Regions from separate parts of the Zea mays genome. Here regions 2 and 3 are each linked to region 1. Evidence: chromatin contacts called from public Hi-C data. All regions are on one chromosome and are shown on one strand. Each heading gives the region's core, a stretch centred on a gene start, on an enhancer-like site or on the middle of the called end of the contact. The rest is flanking DNA. Distances are from core to core; before and after follow the strand shown.

Evidence for each region. A called contact is a pair of places that touch in the nucleus more often than the background predicts.
Region 2: a contact with region 1 is called in a Hi-C map of ear, with 2.4 times the contacts expected there. The contact joins the promoter of LOC100280261 here to the promoter of LOC100382215 in region 1. A contact is called at or near these places in 2 of 25 Hi-C or Micro-C datasets (ear and tassel).
Region 3: a Hi-C map of leaf shows a contact between it and region 1, with 6 times the contacts expected there. The contact joins the promoter of LOC100280293 here to the promoter of LOC100382215 in region 1. A contact is called at or near these places in 2 of 25 Hi-C or Micro-C datasets (endosperm and leaf).

What each region holds. Positions count from the first base shown.
Region 1 is chr5:30,896,712-30,899,961 of Zm-B73-REFERENCE-NAM-5.0, reverse strand. LOC100382215 (Cyclin-dependent kinase inhibitor 5) reads right to left here and starts at 1,724. Exons shown (of 3, transcript NM_001174972.1): 1 at 1,261-1,724. The coding sequence starts at 1,577.
Region 2 is chr5:31,183,150-31,186,530 of Zm-B73-REFERENCE-NAM-5.0, reverse strand. LOC100280261 reads right to left here and starts at 2,034. Exons shown (of 9, transcript NM_001153189.1): 1 at 1,922-2,034; 2 at 933-1,389. The coding sequence starts at 1,981.
Region 3 is chr5:31,275,190-31,278,410 of Zm-B73-REFERENCE-NAM-5.0, reverse strand. LOC100280293 reads right to left here and starts at 1,305. Exons shown (of 3, transcript NR_158746.1): 1 at 1,039-1,305; 2 at 1-886.

The DNA of each region.
Region 1 (3,250 bases), core at 475-2,974:
CTCTCTCCATGCGAGCAAGTGCACCCACAATGGAGAGAGAGAGAGAGAGGGGGGGGGGGTGTAGCCAGCGTTCAGTCTACAGATAGATGGGGCTAATCGTAGCAGGGCTAAACATGGACTCTGACCTGTTTAAGCATGGAAGAGGACCACTTGTGAAAGATAAGTAGGACCTACAAAAATTGCAAACAAGCTCGTGATACTGAGCAAAGCTATGCCGCAGTTTCCTAATCTTGAAATGTTCTTCCATGCCCTAGCTTCAGCAAGGATATTAAAAAAAACTCTAGTATGCTAAGACGGGGAGGACTCCGACCACCCTTTCACCTCAAACATTTAATGGCGATGCCAATTTCGGGCCATGGCCCAGGAAGAGACCTTGCCAGGACATGCCATTTCCTCCCAAAGAGGTGACAGGCCAGTGGTGAGAGACCCAAGCGAGAAATGAGGCTGTGAGGGAGGGTGAGAGCAGAGGGCGCTTTTTCGAGGGTGGAACAGAGAAATTTCTTGCGAAAAGTAAGGGCTTTTGATTGATTGGTAAAAGATTTGAGGGGTCCCCGGCTACTCGTCTCCTCGCAAGCAAAAGAAACAAGGGCGTGTGCGTCCATGGGGAAGGGGAAAGAACAAGGGGAAAGGAGGCCACTTTTCCGTTCCACTATGGAAAAAGGAGGACGCCATGGCTGGCCACTGCAAGAGACTCCACTAAGCTAGCGGATTAATTGGGCTCTGCCGCTCTGGTACAAGATTGAGCACAACTTATTCGGTGCTTCAGAGAATCAAAGCCAAGCCAGAGGTGGGATTGGGGCTTTTATGGGGTGATGTTGGAGTTTGGACGGCGTCAACCGATTATTGCAAGAATTAGAGACTAATTTCTCGGACACACGGCAGCGACAATGGTTTTGGCATTAAAATATGGGGTGACTTTTGATTTCAAAAGAGAATGGAAGATACACCGCCGAAAAAATTAAGCGCAAGGAGAGCACGGCAAGAATTAGCAAAGGGGTTCCTGGCGTAGAAAAATCCGCAAGAAAGCATAGGAGCTGTACAAGCGTGCTGGGGGGATTCGCATGACTCCCAATTTGAAGTCGAACACACTGCGCGAAAAAGGAAAAAAACGAAAGCATTCAAATAGAAACGCATAGCGCTAAAATTCCAACTTTCTGTCCCAAAAAAAAAATCTTGGTACCACACAATCGGAATCCACTAAACCCAAAACCCGTGCAAGCAACCCAAGAACGCAACAGAAATTTCAATCCAAGAACTCACCTCCCCATGGCCTCCGACTCGAGCATGTTCTCCCCGTACGATGCTTCCGCCTCCTCCATAGCGGCGGGGGCCGTGGCCGCCACCTTCCTCCCGCCGCACCTCCTCACGGACGCCACCTGCGGCGGCAGCTTCTCGAGCCTCCGGCTCCTTAGCTCCAGGTACTCACCGCCGCAGCCCTCCTCCTGCTGCACCTGCTGCTTCTCAAGGCGCTGCAGCGCGAGGGCGCGCGCGCGGGTGCGGACCCCGAGCGGAGCAGCGGCGACATCCATGATGGCAACCTCGCTGGAAACCTTTACCTTGCGCATGTATTTGCCCATGGCCCGGCGGGGCTGGGCAAGCTAGGGTTTCAGGGAGGCCCTCGCCGAGTCGCCGGGTGCACCAAGCGATTCTGTGCGGCGGGGCGGCAGAGGCCAGGGGAAGCGGGGGTTAAATGGTAGGCGGGGCGGGAGCGGTGTACACAGGAGGAAGCCCGGGAATAATTAGGAGAGAAGAGGTCGGGACGGGTGTTGGTGTTGCCATTTAAAGGGTGGCTTAGGTAAGGCTATCCGCAACCGTTTCCCCTAAATTTTTCCCCCTATATCACTTTTTTGGGTCACATCATCAACATTCCACCCCTATTTTTTCATCTCCCGCAGCGGTTCCCTCTAAATACTCCCCCTATATCCCACTACACTATAAAATATCATTTTTTATACATACTTTTCATCTACTATAAATTTTTTATCTACTAACAATTGGAAGCGGGCCCACGTGAACAGTGTTTAGAGGGGAAGAGAGACAACGCCAGAACAAGGGGGAGAGAGAACGTTACCTCTTCGTAGAGCGCTGGCTAGCGTCCACCGCTGCGGCGTTGGGAGGCGCCCTGTAGCCGCCATGCGAGCTACAGGGCAAGGGGAGGGGGCGTCGCGCCGCGTCCGTTGCGGCCAGTCTAAGAGAGAGAAAGCCTGGTGCGAGGGGCGTGTGGTAAGGCCACGTTTGGTTTCAATTAGTTATAGGACCAAACTTTAGTTCTAGACTAAACTTTAGTCCCTACTTGTTTGATTCTAGAGACTAAATAGATTCTAAAGTCATTAAATACACTATCCAAAGACTCAAATGTCCTTGGAATACACTCATGTGGGCTTTTAGTCTCTTTTAGCACCTATGTGAAGGACTAAAGACTAAATCATTTTAGTCTATATTTTAGTTCTAGTGTTTGGCAAAAAAGGGACTAAATGAGACTAGAAACTAGAGACTAATTTTTAGTCCCTCTAACCAAACACCCTCTAAGAGAGGAAAGAGTGATTTTAGTTTTTTTAAGGATCTACCCTGTTTGAATTTACTCCGATTCCTTGAAAACTTGTTTCTACTCTTGATTTCTGAAAACTCACTTTTAGAAAAAAAAAAGTGAATAGGAGTGTTTAGATCCAATAGCCTTTTTTCCATAAACAATCACTAACCAACCAAAACTGATTTTAGTTGGGGTAACTGGTTTTTGGTCCTGTTTAGAAACAAAGTTTGAAAATCATAGTTTTTAAAATACTACAATATACTTTAGTCATGGTAATATCACACTTTAAATACCACAATATTAAAAACTGAGATCGAGACTTAAATTTAAAATACTTTAAAACAATTATAGTATTTACAATGCTTCAGTTTTAAAAACATAGATTTTTGCTGGTTTACCAAATATTGTTCTGTGTATAATAAGTCAGTTTTAATACTGCAGTAAAAACAGGAGTTGCAACTTTGTGTTTTAAGGGGTCTTTTTAGGCATTTTGAGTAATGTATTTAATTTTTATTTTGTAGAGTATACATAAAAATAAGAATATATTTAAATTAGTTTAATATATTCCTGTATTAAAATGAGGGCTACGGAAGTGTAGTGTTTTAATGTGGCAAGTTATAATAACATACTAAACTGCAAACCACATTAGATAATCAAAATAAAGTAGTGCTATATGATGACCATAACAAGGATAAGCCGTCACATTATTTATTCCAATCA
Region 2 (3,381 bases), core at 785-3,284, 290 kb before region 1:
GTGGTGGCCGGCAGTGCACGCGATCTGCTTTTAATTCCCTTCTGTTGTGTGGAAGCTGTAGGCATGCTGCATGCAGCAACTGAGCAGCTTGGCTTTCCAATGGTCCCCGGATTTGCTCGTCCTTACTAATCGGCCAGTACTGGCCGACTCAGCTGGTCAGTAAAAATCCTTCGAAAGGTCTTTGTCTTTGTTGCATGCAGGCACTAGACTGGAACGTGACAACCGAACTCTGGATGTCGATCGATGTCGGGACCATGCCAAAGCCATGTTAGTCTCGCATAGAGTATTTGGTATTATTCATGATAGCAAATAAATGTCATCAGATTCATTATAGGATATATTTGATGCTGTATATTTATTTGGTGCTTTAAATATTGATGCTCTTTTACATAAAAATCTGGTCGTATTTTAGGGGCTGTTTCGTTGCCACCTACTAAACTTTAGTGTACCCTAAAATACCAAATGGGGTGACTAAAATAGATCTTTCAAATACGATTTCTACGGACTAAAGGAGATGTTTGAATGTATTAAAGCTAATAGTTAGCTGCTAAAATTAGCTAAAGACATTCAAACTGGCTAAATAATAATTCAGCTATTAGCTAATTTGTATATTGCATTCAAACACTCCTTAAAGTTTAATGAGGGTGACTAAAAAGAACCCGACAAACCTCTTAGACGGTGGACTAAGGACTTGAAGTGTTCACCCTTTTTCAGGATGGAGGTAGTTCGAAGTCTGTAATTCAAAATATAATGGTTTAAACCTATTTGTTTCACTCAGAATGCAAATGAGATAAATTGACTCCGTCGTGGTACGTGTACGATAGCTAAGCTTGAGGTCGAGGACACCTTGCATATGACTGATTAGTGGCAGCTAGCAGGTCGTCGATTTGGCCGGCGTATTAATTACTATTGAAATGAAGCTTTCTGCTTACAGGTGATTGGCTCGGTGACGATGGAGGCGTGGTGGTGGGAGTGGTAGCGGGAGTAGAGGAAGTGGTGGTGCAGCGCGCGGTGCAGCCAGTAGTAGACGAGCTCGACGGGGCCGGCGTGCAGCAGCGCGATGAGCGCGGCGCCGTCCGCGCGCCACAGCGGCAGGTGCTGGCCCCCCGGCAGGTAGGTGGAGCCCAGGTACAGGAGGATGCCGCTGAGCAGGATCTGGTCGTCCCAGTTGCGCTCGCGGTCCACCTGCTCGAACTCGATGCCGCGGTCCACGACCTGCCGCCGGCCGCGCGCGCTCTGCAGGCGGGACGCCGTGATCCACGCCTGGTTGTGCAGCGCCCGGAGGAGCAGCGACGGGAGGATGGCCACGTACCCCAGGTCGGCCGCCCTCCACCCCTTGGTCGCCGCTAGGTAGCCGCCGTGCGCCACCCACGGCGCCAGCAGCAGGTACTGCGTGCATGCACACACACACACACACACACGAGCGTACGTCATCAGCCACCATGACAACGATTGGCACACAGCACACACTGCTCGACCGAGACCTCGACCTTGATCTGTAGGCTAGCGAATTGACTCCATGAATTCTCAGGAAGTAAAAACAAAAGACAAAAGAACTGTAGGAGAGTCGATCAGCCATGCACACGCGACCTATCAAATTAATGAACTTTTGGTGGCTTCCTTCCATGCTCATGGGTCGGCCGGAACATGAGATGCACAGGAGCATAAGACTCATGCACAGATGGTCTCACGGCTGCCGGTGCATGCATGTATGTATAGCAAGTCCATGCGTGCATGCATGTTCCGACACTGCGCGCTCATGGCCATATACCGTGCGCCCAAGATTGCCATGGCATGGCACGCCGCCGGTGAGCAGAAGACGACTTGCTAATTTTCCTTCACCTTCTCCCCCGCTCTGTGCCATGGACGTACGCACGCAGGTTATTGAGACGGGGCCCCGGGGCCGGGAGGCGGGAGCTACCTTGAAGTTGCCGAGCTTCTTCCACGGCCACTCGGTGAAGAGGCCGGGGTTCGTCGCCATTGTTGCGAGCTACACCCGCAACTGCTTGCTTGTGATTTTTTTGTGAACTCTGGTGAACTACCAACTGATCTCGTCCTAGCCTTGGACTGGCTGAATTTATAGAGCTGCTCGCGCGCGTGTATATAGCCGGGGGAGAGAACTGTGCGGCTCTGCCCCGCTGGAAAGGTACAGTAACCTTCGGCCCATCAATTCTCTATTGCATGCGGCCCTCCTCGATGCTTCAGTCTAAGAGTATCTCCAAAAAAATCTTTATTTTTAGCCTTCTATTTTACTTTTATTTTTTTTTATAAATATTGCAATTTATATGTAGCATCTCATGAAGGGCTTATTTAGCAGTAATCCCCTCTATTTCTTTGCTGTCAAACATGGGAAACACACTCAATACGTATCCGAGAATAGAATCTTAGAGGAGATTTAAGTTTTTAAACTAGTCGTACTAAAAATCAAAATCGGGGAAAAAAACCAAAGAGAATTCAGTCTCGTATCGTATCAGTACAATCATTCGACTTCTTCCTTAGGTTGGCCGTTGGCATCGGTTGTACGTGGTGTGGTGTGGCGTGGGCGCGCAACGTGTCCTACTACTGTACGTACGTGACGCGTCGGCAAGACAATGACGCCAACAAAGACTTGCGTTGCACACTGCAATGTCATTGGCGTCCGGCCTTTGAGAGTTTGGTGTGTGTGTTGTAGTTGTGTTGTAGGACCATGTAAAGAGAGAGAGGGGGCTATGAAATGAGCATCCATGTGAATGCATGTATATCACGTAAATATGGTCATACAAAGAGCGACGAGGCGTTAAAAACGGATTCGAGGTGAGGCAAAAAAAAGAAGTATTTGCAGTTACTCACTGACACTAGTACACATAAGCTTTATAGTGACGGTCCTAGAGCTATTTACACTGGCTTATTTTTACTGACGTTTTTCTTAAAGAAACCGACAGTGAAAATATCATATCCACTGTCGGCTTTCTTTATTTGGCCGCCAGCGAAAGTTTTCCTTTTTTTTTAAATTTTCAAATAAAACTAAATTATAATATATATATATATATATATATATATATATATATATATATATATATATATATATATATATATATATATATATATATATATATATATATATATATATATATATATATGGTAGGTATATTAGGAGCCCTTAGCTTCAAATAGTTAGAGCAAGCCCTAGACGACCACCCCTGCGACCTGGTCCAGACCGGCGCTGAGAGCACCTAGAGGGGGGGTGAATAGGTGATCCTGTAAAAACTTGATATTTAACTCACAAAACTAGATTAGGAGTTAGCACAAATAATGCCAAGTGACTAGAGAGGAGTCTTAGCAAAGCACAATAATCACAAGAAGATCAACACAGATAGATACAGTGGTTTATCCCGTGGTTCG
Region 3 (3,221 bases), core at 56-2,555, 380 kb before region 1:
CCCCTCCATATCCACCATACCCATAGCCCTGGCTTCCATAGCCTGCAGGTCCACCAGGGGCTTGACTATTCAGAGCATTGCCGCCACCAGAAGAGTTGTTCCAAGCACTATACCCAGCACTGCCACCATACCCTCCAGTTCCATATGCAGATGGAGCTTGACTGCCCCAAGGTCCTCTATTTGAGCCTGGATGTCCACCTTGGTAACCAGAACCAGCTGCACCTGGGTTTCCATAATGTCCACCATAAGCAGCAGGAACACCCCCATACCCTCCAGCCCCATAATTTCCATATCCAACTGCAGGGTTAGCACCATATCCATATCCAGCTGCCCCAGCACCATAGCCTCCTGCACCGTAGCCAGGATAGCCACCACCACCACTACCCTGTTGTGTCTGCCCGTACCTGCCACCATCACTTCTACCATCATAGCTACCAGAGCTGGTGTTATGGCCATTGTTGCTCTGATAACCCCCACCTCCCCCAGAACGACCACCACCAGAGCCGCCAGGATTCGCCTCACGGGGCAATGCGCGCTTCACCTCAACCAGCTTCCCACCAAGATCATGGAAGGTCTTCTGCAGCACGCGGTCAACCGCGTCCTCCGAATCAAAGGTGATGAACCCGAAACCACGTGGGCGCTGTGTGTTCTGGTCATACATGACAACTACGTCAGTAACTATGCCAAAGGTCTCGAAGTACTGCCGGAACCCATCCTCAGTCAGAGTAGAGGGCAGCCCGCCCACAAAGATCTTCTTCGTCCGAGCACCACTTGCATCGCTGCCGCCACCGCCGCCTCCTCCGCCACCGGAGTTCCTTCCACCGCTAGGGTTCGCGGCCTTGGAGGCCTGCTGCTCCTCCCGCGAGAGTGCCCGCTTCACATCGACCTGGGGCAATAAAAGTACCGCAAACCGAGAGAAATCCTGGTCAAGCCCGGACGGTGGGGCAGATGAGAAGACGACCAAAGCGAATATTCGGCGCTGGTTTGCGAATATTCGACCTAGGGTTTCGCGTCGGCGAAGAGGTGGGGTTGCCATACCGTGCGGCCGTCGAGGGTGTGGGGGTCCTGCAGCGCTCTGTCGACGGCGGCGGGATCCGCGAAGACGACGAACCCGAAGCCGCGGGGGCGGCCGGTGATCTTGTCGCGCATGACGGCGGCCTGCGTTACCTCGCCGTAGGCGGAGAAGTGCTCGCTCAGCTTCTCCTCCGTCGTTTCCCAGGAGATGCCGCCGATGAAAAGCTTGCCCTGGTCCGACTCCATCTCTACTCCTCCGCCTCGCGCTCGCCTGCTGGTGCGATGGGGGAGAGAGGGGGAGAGAGGAATAGAGCGGATTTGAGGCTTCCGGGGTGCCGATTTGGGTCTGTGGGCGGTAGGTTGGTTTGAGTGGGATATTTCATGTCCGGCGCGTGGTGGGGGACCGGAAGGAGCCGCAGCACGGAGGGCTGGAGGGTTTTCGTGGGCTTTTTGGGGCTGATTTGGAAACTAGCTCTTCGGGTTGCGGAGTTTGCAAAAGTTTTTACATGATCAGATTCCGAATTTTGGAGGGGCGTAGGCTTTTTAGAGTTGTTTGGCACCAACGTTCCCTAAAGCCTGCTTGCGACGAATATAATTTTAGGTACTCTTTAGGAAAAGGATGAAAGATTGTAGGATTGTTTTGAGGTCGGTATGCCACCTAAAACGACTTTAGATGATGTAGAGTCGAAAAGAATTGAAGATTGAGGTTGAAAAACTATAAGAGCAACTCCAGTGGTTCTCTAAAAGACTTCCTAAATCAATAATTTAGGTAGTTAACATGAAAACTATTCTCCAACAGTTCTCTAAATGAACTTTCTAAATTTAACAACTTATCATCTAACCGCATTTTCTCTCTACATTTGGCAACCATTTAACAACTCCCTAAACAAAAATGTTGACTGCATTATATAGTTTTTGTGACTTATTTTTTATGTGGATAAATACAAAACAAAATTACAACCTATATTTAGAGAACTATTGGAGAACTCACATTTTTTTACTCCAAAAGCTATTTACCAACTTCTTAAATATGTGATTTAGAGAGCTAAAATTTACATAACTATTGGAGTTGCTCTAACTAAGTTATAAGTATCATAAGGCTAATACTGTCGGGGACCATAATTAGGGGTACCCTCAAGACTCCTAATTCTCAGCTGGTAACCCCCATCAGCATAAAGTTGCAAAGGCCTGATGGGTGCGATTAAGTCAGGGATCAGTCCATTCGAGCGACTCGATCATGTCTCGCCCGAGTCTAGCCTCGGACAAGAGCAGCCGACCCCGGAGGATTTCCGTCTCGCCCGAGGCCCCCCTCCAACGGCGGACACATCTCCGGCTCGCCCGATGCCCTGCCTTCGCGAAGAAGCAACCCTGACTAAATCGCCGCACCGATCGATCGGATCGCAGGAGCATTTAACGCAAAGGTGGCCTGACACCTTTATCCTAACACGCGCCCCCCGGCAGAGCCGAAGTGACCGCCGTCACTTCGCCGCTCCACTGACCGGCCTGACAAAAGGACAGCGCCGCCTGCGCCACTCCGACTGCAGTGCCACTTGACAGAGTGAAACTGACAGGCAGTCAGGCCCTGCCAAAGGCACCATAGGAAGCTCCGCTCCGCCCGACCCAGGGCTCGGACTCGGGCTAGGACCCGGAAGACGGCGAACTCCGCTCCGCCCGACCCCAGGGCTCGGACTCGGGCTAAGTCCCAGAAGACGGCGAACTCCGCTCCGCCCGACCCCAGGGCTCGGACTCGGGCTAGGTCCCGGAAGACGGCGAACTCCGCTCCGCCCGACCCCAGGGCTCGGACTCGGGCTAGGTCCCGGAAGACGGCGAACTCCGCTCCGCCCGACCCTAGGGCTCGGACTCGGGCTAGGTCCCGGAAGACGGCGAACTCCGCTCCGCCCGACCCCAGGGCTCGGACTCGGGCTCAGCCCCAGAAGACGACGAACTCCGCTTCGCCCGACCCCAGGGCTCGGACTCCGCCCTGGCCTCTACCGAACGACCTCCGCCTCGCCCGACCCAGGGGCTCGGACTCGGCCTCGGCCACGGAAGACAGACTCGACCTCGGCTTCGGAGGAGCCTCCACGTCGCCCAACCTAGGGCGCAAGCCAGCCACGTCAACAGGAAGCGCCATCATCACCCTACCCCGAGCTGACTCGGGCCGCAGAGAACAAGACCGGTGTCCCATCTGGCTAGCTCCGCCAAATAGG